Regions from separate parts of the Sus scrofa genome. Here all the other regions are linked to region 1. A link is a contact called in public Hi-C and promoter capture Hi-C data. All regions are on one chromosome and are shown on one strand. Each heading gives the region's core, a stretch centred on a gene start, on an enhancer-like site or on the middle of the called end of the contact. The rest is flanking DNA. Distances are from core to core; before and after follow the strand shown.

The links. Promoter capture Hi-C pulls out the DNA fragments that hold promoters and counts their contacts. Hi-C and Micro-C count contacts between places; a contact is called where the count stands out from the background.
Region 2: a contact with region 1 is called in a Hi-C map of embryonic fibroblasts, with 2.9 times the contacts expected there. The contact joins the promoter of SORT1 here to the promoter of TAF13 in region 1. A contact is called at or near these places in 3 of 5 promoter capture datasets (fetal liver, fetal skeletal muscle and liver), 4 of 47 Hi-C or Micro-C datasets (embryonic fibroblasts, epiblast stem cells, fetal skeletal muscle and 1 more) and 1 of 2 datasets of contacts at active chromatin or transcription factors (skeletal muscle).
Region 3: a promoter capture Hi-C map of liver shows a contact between it and region 1, with 4 times the contacts expected there. The contact joins the promoter of PSMA5 here to the promoter of TAF13 in region 1. A contact is called at or near these places in 1 of 5 promoter capture datasets (liver) and 1 of 47 Hi-C or Micro-C datasets (skeletal muscle).

What each region holds. Positions count from the first base shown.
Region 1 is chr4:110,979,375-110,982,074 of Sscrofa11.1, reverse strand. TAF13 (TATA-box binding protein associated factor 13) reads right to left here and starts at 1,259. Exons shown (of 4, transcript NM_001243639.1): 1 at 1,185-1,259; 2 at 122-200. The coding sequence starts at 1,211.
Region 2 is chr4:110,719,703-110,722,402 of Sscrofa11.1, reverse strand. It overlaps SORT1 (sortilin), which reads right to left and starts at 1,293. Exons shown (of 20, transcript XM_013997288.2): 1 at 878-1,293. The coding sequence starts at 1,189.
Region 3 is chr4:110,694,140-110,696,839 of Sscrofa11.1, reverse strand. It overlaps PSMA5 (proteasome subunit alpha 5), which reads right to left and starts at 1,411. Exons shown (of 9, transcript NM_001144901.1): 1 at 1,271-1,411. The coding sequence starts at 1,299. LOC102167065 (a long non-coding RNA gene) reads left to right here and starts at 1,501. Exons shown (of 2, transcript XR_303194.3): 1 at 1,501-1,950.

The DNA of each region.
Region 1 (2,700 bases), core at 10-2,509:
TACAGCTAAGTCTGACAATATTGTCCCTACAAGGAAACACATTCAGAACAGTAAGTCTACTTTGAACAGACATTTCCAAAGGTTTTTATCTATAACGAAATCATTGCCAAATACTACTTACATTCTTTAGAAAAAAGTCTCTTTCTTTTACCCTGTCCACCTTCGGCACCTCCTCCAATTTCTTCACTTTCTTCCTCAAACTAGAAGTTAAAATGTATACATAGAGATGTCAAGCACTGCATTGGACTTTTAAATAATTAACATTTTTTCCCCACCTTCAACAATGATATCATGCCTGAAAGCCTAAAGCAGGCAGCAAAACCCCATGAAACCTTAGAATTTCAGAGGCCTTAAAAACTATCAGTCCAACTTCAGACTCATGCAGGAATGGCTTCTACAATATCCATAATAACCGTAGTGTCTCTCCTGGAAAAGTTCCAATACCATATTTTTGTTGTTGTTGTTGTTTTTTACCGAGCCCAAGGCATGTGGAAGTTCCCTGGTCAGGGATCCAACCCGCGCCACAGCAGCGCCGCAAGCCGCTGCAGTGACAACGCTGGATCTTTAACCTGTTGCCCACAAAGAACTCCCCACACCGTTCTTTTTTTTTAAACCAACTAAGCTGGCCTATTTCTAGACAGTTTTGCTAGTAAAGGAGTTGATACTGAATTAAAGCAAGCAAAACTAAGTTACTAAGCACTGCTAACACAGCCCTAAGAACGTTCCTCAAGGAAGCCTTAATCCCATTTTGTGATGTGAAAACCGAGGCTCAAATAACCTGCTCACAGAGAAAAGAGATTTTGAAATCCATGTTCCCTGACTCTGAGTCCATTATTTTTCCACTATTTTACAATAAGTATATAGTTTTGTTAGCAGTTGAATTGACGGTTCATAATGAGCGCTAACATACTAGCTTTGTCCTCTGATGATTCTCTAGATGTTTCAGAGAGTGTCTGGCAAACATGGACCAAAAGCAAAGGGCAGGCAGGGAGCCACGCTCCCACTCTTCCCGCCCCGCGTACCAAAAAGATGAATCTGAAGGGAAAGGCTAGTATGAAGCAAAGTCTCTGATGCTCTCCTCTGAAAACACTACGGAAAAAAGCTCCAGTTCTAAACTGTGCCTCCGCTATAAGTGCCCGAAAGAGTGCAGAAAAACGTGGGCTGGAACACAAGTGGTCACTCACGGTGGGGTCTTCCTCCTCATCTGCCATCCCACCAGCCAGCCGCCTCCCGGACTCGCCTGCCTACCACCCAGCGGGTTTTATCACTTCCGCTACCTCACTTCCGGTGACGCGCAGAGCCGGGGCGGGGCCTAGTCGCGACCCCGCCTGCGCAGGGGACAGCAGCTCGTCCGACCTAGCGGCCGGACCGAGAGGGCACTTAGTTGAGGATGACGTCTTGTCAAGAAAAAATTAAAAATTAGCAAGGAAAAAGGAAATCTCGGGCAAGGTGGCGTGTATCTCTTGCTTCCGTACGTCGGATTTCTGCTTCCTGATTCGACTGCGAAGCTATGTATCGTTCAGGGCTAGCTAGGGGTTCGTTTAAACATCTTCAGCCCCTCAGAGTTCCACTGTTATTTATTACTAAGGTCTGTATTGGTTACTGAGGATGTACTTTGAAAGCAGTTCTCAAGGGGGTGTTATCATCCCTTAGACTGGGGACTTAACTTTTGTGGGGCGTTTTTGTTTGTTTGTTTGTTTAATCAGAACTTTGGGAAAACCATGGATTTTAGAAGGCTAAATAAAGCTAGGTGTTTAAGCTGTTCTGCAATGCAAGGCCACACAGGGAAAGATTACCCCACAATACTCTATTTCTTTTTTTCTTTCTTTCTTTTTTTTTTTTTTAGAGCCATACTTGAGGCATATGGAAGTTCCCAGGCTAGGAGTTGAATCAGACTAGAACTGCAGGCCTATGCCACAGCCACAGCAAATTGAGATCCAAGCTGCTATGTGACCTACACCCAAGCTCACAGCAACACCAGATGCTTAACCCACAGAGAAGGCCAGGGATGGAACCCTGCATACTCATGGTTACTAGTCAGATTCGTTTTGGCCACAACAGGAACTCCCAAACTACATTATTTCTGAATGTTCTTAACATTCCTGTGAGTGAAAAATCAGTTCATAATTATCTGGGCCAAGAACATAACTGTTAATATATAAACACTGGCATTTTAGTGGCCTAGCAGTTAAGGATCCAGCCTTGTCACTGCTGCCCACCCCACCACAAAAGAAAGAAAATTCAATGTACCTTAAAAACACAGGAAAATGCTTTGTGTTTGCATTTGGGCTTTTTTGTTATTTATTTTTGCTTTTTAGGTTCTCACTCGCAGCATATTGAGGTTCCCAGGCTAGGGGTCCAATTGGAGCTTTAGCTGCTGGCCTACACCACAGCCACAGCAACACAGGATCCGAGCCACATCTGCAACCTACACTACAGCTCACGGCAACGCCAGATCCTTAGCCCACTGACCAAGGCCAGGGGTTGAACCTGTGTCCTCATGGATGCTAGTCAGATTCATTAACTGCTGAGCCACAAAGGGAACTCCCTGTATCTCTTTGTTTGGATCCTTAACCTACTGAGCCACTAGGGAACTCCCACACTGAATTTCCTAGGAATGCATATATATATATATATATATATATATATATATATATGTCTCAACCGCACTCCCTTTCTTGTCACAGAATTCCTAAAACC
Region 2 (2,700 bases), core at 44-2,543, 260 kb after region 1:
TAGGAAGAAAAAAAAAAAAAATGAGGAAGACGCCCAAGGTGCAAGGAGCCAGGACATAGCCAACAACTGGCTTTGTCAACCAGTAGTACTATGCAAAGGTTGAGCTGCTTATCCCCAGAGACAGAACTGCCATAATTTTTAAAGTTTTCGACGAGGACCTAACTCAAAGCAGAATATCTGCAACGTGTTAAGTGTTGGAAATCTTGTTACAATGGGATACAGTCCAATGCCATGACAGAAGGTCAAATCGAAGGCGTAAGAGAGATCATATACGTACTATCAACCCCACTGCCAAGCTTGTTCCTTTAGCCGTTAAAACACACAGTAATCTAATAACTGCTCTGGGATTACTGAACACCCGCCTACCCACCCAGAAAGTACTGACCCGGCGAAGACACACCTTTGCTTCTGCGTAGCCCAACTTCTCCAAGCACTTAAGAGGTAATTACTCCTCCAGCTTCCTGGTGGGGTATAGCGTTACTGGATCCTAATTATTTATACAGACGGAAAACAACGACGCTCGAGAGATTTTGACAATTAAACAGAAAAATAAAAGTAAAAAAAAAATTAAAAAAAAAAAGAATCCCGTGAAAGTCAAAGCCTGCCTCCCCTGTGACGAAACATGCTCGGCCGCGGCATCTGAGGGCAGCTCCCCGGGCCCAACTCGGCCCGCCCGCCGGCCAGCCGCAGTTTCGGGGCTGCGGCCGGGGGAGCGCGGGCCAGCGGGGCTGGCGAGCAGCCGGGGTCTCCTCCGCGGGGACGCGAGGCGCACGGACAAGACAGAGGGCCGGGCTGCGCTGGCGGGGCGGGCGGCCGCCAGGGGCCCGGGGGCAGCACCTCACAGTCCGGGCGGTGCCCCGGCCCGGCGCCCGCTCACCTGGTGTGTGTTGTTGGCCAGCCTGGCGACGAAGTCCCGGACCCCGCCGCAGTCCTCGTCCTCATCGAGCGCGCTGCGGCGCCAACGGCCGCCGCGGGGAACCGGGCCCCCAGGCGCGGCCGCGCGCAGCCCCCAGCTCACCCCGACGGGGCCGGACCAGCGCGACAGCGGCGCAGCGGGCGGCGGCGGCGCGTCCAGCCGGTCCTGGCCGAGGCTTGCCGGCGGCAGCAGCTGGAGGAGGAGGAGGAGAAGGAGGCCGAGGCCGTGGGGCCAGCGCGAGAGGCCCTGCGCAGCTCCCCGGGGCCGCTCCATCGCCGCCGAATGCCGACGCCGTCGACACCTGCCGCCCGGCGCGCCCGCCCACCCCCGCCGGCGCCGCCCACCTTCCCCCCCCTTGCTGGAGCCGGCGCTCCCTGGATACGCCAAGCCAGACCTCTCCGCCCATAGGCTGGCCGCCTGTCTTTCTTCCCCGGTCCACTGCTGATTGGCTCGCGGCGCCTCCTGCTTAGGGGGTCCTGGATTCGGATGCCAAGATGCGGGGCTGATTGGCTGGAACGTGGCAGAGACCGCTGAGGTCATCCCCCCATCGCCCGGCGTCTCCCAGGCCGGGCTTCCAGAGTTAGCATGGGGAGCTTCCCTCCTTCTCGAGAAGCCCCCAACTCCGTGGGGCCCCGACCCCTAGCTCCTCCCTCTGGCACCCTCAAGTTGGGGCTGAATTGGTCCCTTCTTCCCCAGAGACACCCTTAAAATTCCTTGGGTTGCTGCAGCGCCTGGAAAATCTCCTCAGGGAATCCCTGAGCTCGCTTAGCTGGAAATGGGGGCTCTGTCATTAACCGGTGCGTCTGGCTTTTAACCCTTGCAGGGTTGGAGTGCCCCATTTGTCTACAGTGAGTGAGAGCTGTGTGGGCTAAATCTCGCGGAGGCAGATAGACATTAGGACATCCGTGACTCATGCGAGCCCGAAGAAAATTCTCTCCTCACTCATCTTCCTCTTCTGCAGGGAGTTAACCAAAGGAGGAACTGCCTATTGGTTTTCCTGGAGTTAGAAAGTAGCTTAGACATAAGGGACAGGTAAAAGGGGGACAGAATTGCCCAGTGCCTAATTGAGAGATGATCATTGTATAGATGCGTATCTGTCTTTACCAAAGTGTTTTAACCCTGCAGTGAGTGCATTGCACAAGTTTGGTGTTCGGTATATGATGTCCCTTAAATTAGCATCCTGTCTCCAGTAAATAAAACAAAACCCCTACACTGTTCCGTTTATCGCAGGAAGGAGAGGCACATTATTCTGGAACACACAGTGGAAGTAAAACCAGTTTTAGATATCCTCCTTATTGACTCTTTGGAATGCTAGAAGTTGCTCAGTAGAAAAGGTAATAAGTAGGAAGATATGAAGTATACAAAATGTTACACCTAAATAAAGCAGCTAACAACTACTTTTAATTATAAACTGGAGGTAAATCCAAATGAGAATATATTCATTGTAGAGCAAAATGAATGGTGCAGGGCACCCAACCCAAGGCTTACATTAAAATCCTTCTGGTTGTGTTAATTTGCAACGACTTACATTTTTTACATTTATAAATTTACATTTTGTCAGAACAACCATAGCGAGAGGTGACAAGTTAAAGGTATTTTTAAATGGCATCTGAGCAGGATGGTAAAAATTGCTAGAATAGTCTTCCAAGTTCTCAGCTACTGAACTGACAAAGCTCCATGAAAACTGGGGAACAATTTGTTCCTTTCCATTAACTACAATGTGTCAGATAATTTTTTAATACAGCACTATTTTTTAATCTGTGCCAACTGTGGAGTAGATCACA
Region 3 (2,700 bases), core at 162-2,661, 290 kb after region 1:
TTCTCTTCAATGCTCTGGAAGCTAAATACTGACTTAAAAAGTCATTTTATAAGACAGTAGGAAAACATCAGTTTTACTTCACATATATCTTCTATGAGTCAGTAAAAAGATTTTTGAAAAGTGGTAGTTTTAAGTGATAACCACCACTCCCACCCCCCCAACCCTGACATATGGAAGTTATCACGCCAGGGATCAAACCCACACCACAGCAGTAGCCAGGGCCACAGTATTAACAACGCTGGGTCCTTAGCTCGCTGAGCCACCAGGGAACTCCATGATAAAACTTTTGATAGATTCAATATATACTTGAAAAGAAATGCAGCTTCTCAAGCCATGTAGTATAAAGAAAACATCTGCTTTTCCTGGCTTTAAAATTCAAAAAAGCTTAATAGCTACCTGAAACTTAACTGACCAAAACAGAAACTGAAAGTTAAAAAGTATGCTGTAGGCATAAGTATGTACAAGTTAATATTACTTAACATTTCTAAGCTCTGAAAGGCTTTTTTAAAATAAATACAACAATCTCATAGTTTTGGTTTCAAAAACTGATTTGGTCTCAACATACACTTAAAGTAACTCGCTACACTGTTCAACCAGTCAGAAAAGCCTAGGGCTAGCTGAATCAGCACGGTGACAAAACTCTTAAGAATCATTCTAAATACCAGTTCCCATAAAATGAGAATCCTGACATCACATCTGGGCAAAGTTGAGACTGTCTTCGCGCTTTTGCAGAAACTACACAACACAGCACGCCCTTCTACACCTCGATCAAAGGAATGGCTGCTCTATTCCCACTACCAAGAAACAGGAAACGAGGTGGTCCTCCTAGAAGGAAAAAGAAGCTGAAACTAACAAACCCATTAAGTGATCTCTAACTGTTTTTCTTCCAGGCAGCACATTTACATTTTAAAAAGGCAGTCCCGCTCAGCACGAAAAGATGGACGGAAGTAGGGTGACTCCTGTTCTTCCCCGGGTTAAAGGTCGGAGTCACGGCCCCTCAAGCCTTCTTTCCCCAAGAACAAAGCGGAGTTTCTCGCTTCCGTGCCGACTCAGGACCCAGCAGTGACTCAGCGGTAGGACATGCGCGGCCCAAAACCGCAAGTTTAGCCTCGAGAATCACAGCGAGAGGCTGGGGAGGCCAAGAGATCCTCAGGCCCCGCCAGACTTGGGTTCCTGGGGAGCCCCCATGACACGGCAGAACCCAAGCCCAGACCGGGCCCTGGGCCCGCCCACCCGTAACCCCGATCCGACGTCCCACAACCACACAGACCTGTCGTACTCAGACCGGGTAAGAAACATGGTAACGGCAGGACAAAGCGACAGCGGCTACGCGGGGATTCTAAGGGCCAACACGAGTCCACCGGCACCCAGATCACCCACACCGCCACACCACTGAGGTCCCGCTCCCAACTGCGCGTGCGCCGGCGACCCCTTAAGCCCGCCCTCCTGCGTCAGCCTCCTATTGGTTGGTCGGAGTTCCCGCCGAGGTGATTGGACTAACGCGCTCCCCCGCCAGGCCTCGGTTGGTCCTGGGCGAGCTGGGCAAAGGTCGCTCTTCCGCTTTAAATCGCGAGTGGTTGCTAGGGGCGCTCGGAGCTGAAGGCAGGTGCTGAGAGTTCGCTTTTTCGAGAATGTGTGACCACGTCCCAAGGTTGGCAACTGGGAGAACTTGTATAGAAAGTTGAGCTGACTGAACCCTTGGCTGGATAGACTCCTCGCCGACTCCCGCAATCCCCGCCAGAGCACATGGGTCCCAGTCTCTCTTCGCCCTCTACCCTCCCGGCGTTTCGCAAGATCCCTGGCTCGTCCCGCTCCGGCGCGGATTTCCTCCAGGGCTCGACGTGAGAGGTGATGGGGTGCGCTACGGTGCATTCGGGCTCGTTTGTTGAGAAAAGTTAGTGAGGTTTAGTCATTAGGAAACCCTTCAAGCTTACGCACCGCACCATCAAGGTAATTTTCCCAGCATTTCCTTCCATTCCTCTCCCCAACCCCTGCCCCCTGTACAGGTTTTCGACTTGGTGACCCAGAACTCTGAATCCTGGCTTCAAATTGTTCACTGCCTTTTTCTATTATTCATGAAGAATTAGCTGGCAATGCCATCTTTTTGTGTGTTTCTTGCTTCCCTTCCCTAAGGGTAGAAAAGCAACTTCATAGCTTCATAGCTATGAACGAATGAGTTATTTGCTCAGGAAAGCCAGTTAGGAAGTCATTTAGTGGGCAGTTTATGACTAAAAGAGAAACGCCAGCGTTCTGTTTCCGGTAATGAGACACCACTAGGCAAGGCCTCAACCTCTCCAGGCCTGTCTCTCTCAAGCGAAGTTCATAACTTGGCCCTAGATTAGGTTTGTAAATGACCAAGGCATTTCAGTGGTAGAGGAAATGTAGAAATAAGACATTTTGGATATTGATATTTATTTTTCCCATCGTTTTATTTGCTACATTCTTGAGTTCACCAGGAATTTCATTTTGTGGTTCCCTAGCCAAAAGAAGTTTGACCCTGATAAAACTGAGGAGACACTCCAAGTGGCAATCCTCAAGGATCTGTTAGATTTCTGAGAAAAGAATTATATCCTTTAGGTTTCTGGTTAGCTCATGTGGCCTTACTATTGAAAAATGTTAGTTAAGTTCACTATGCTTGCTCTTTTGAAGTTCTTTTGAAATTACTGGGGAGTTCCCGTCCTAGCTTAGGGGTTAATGAAT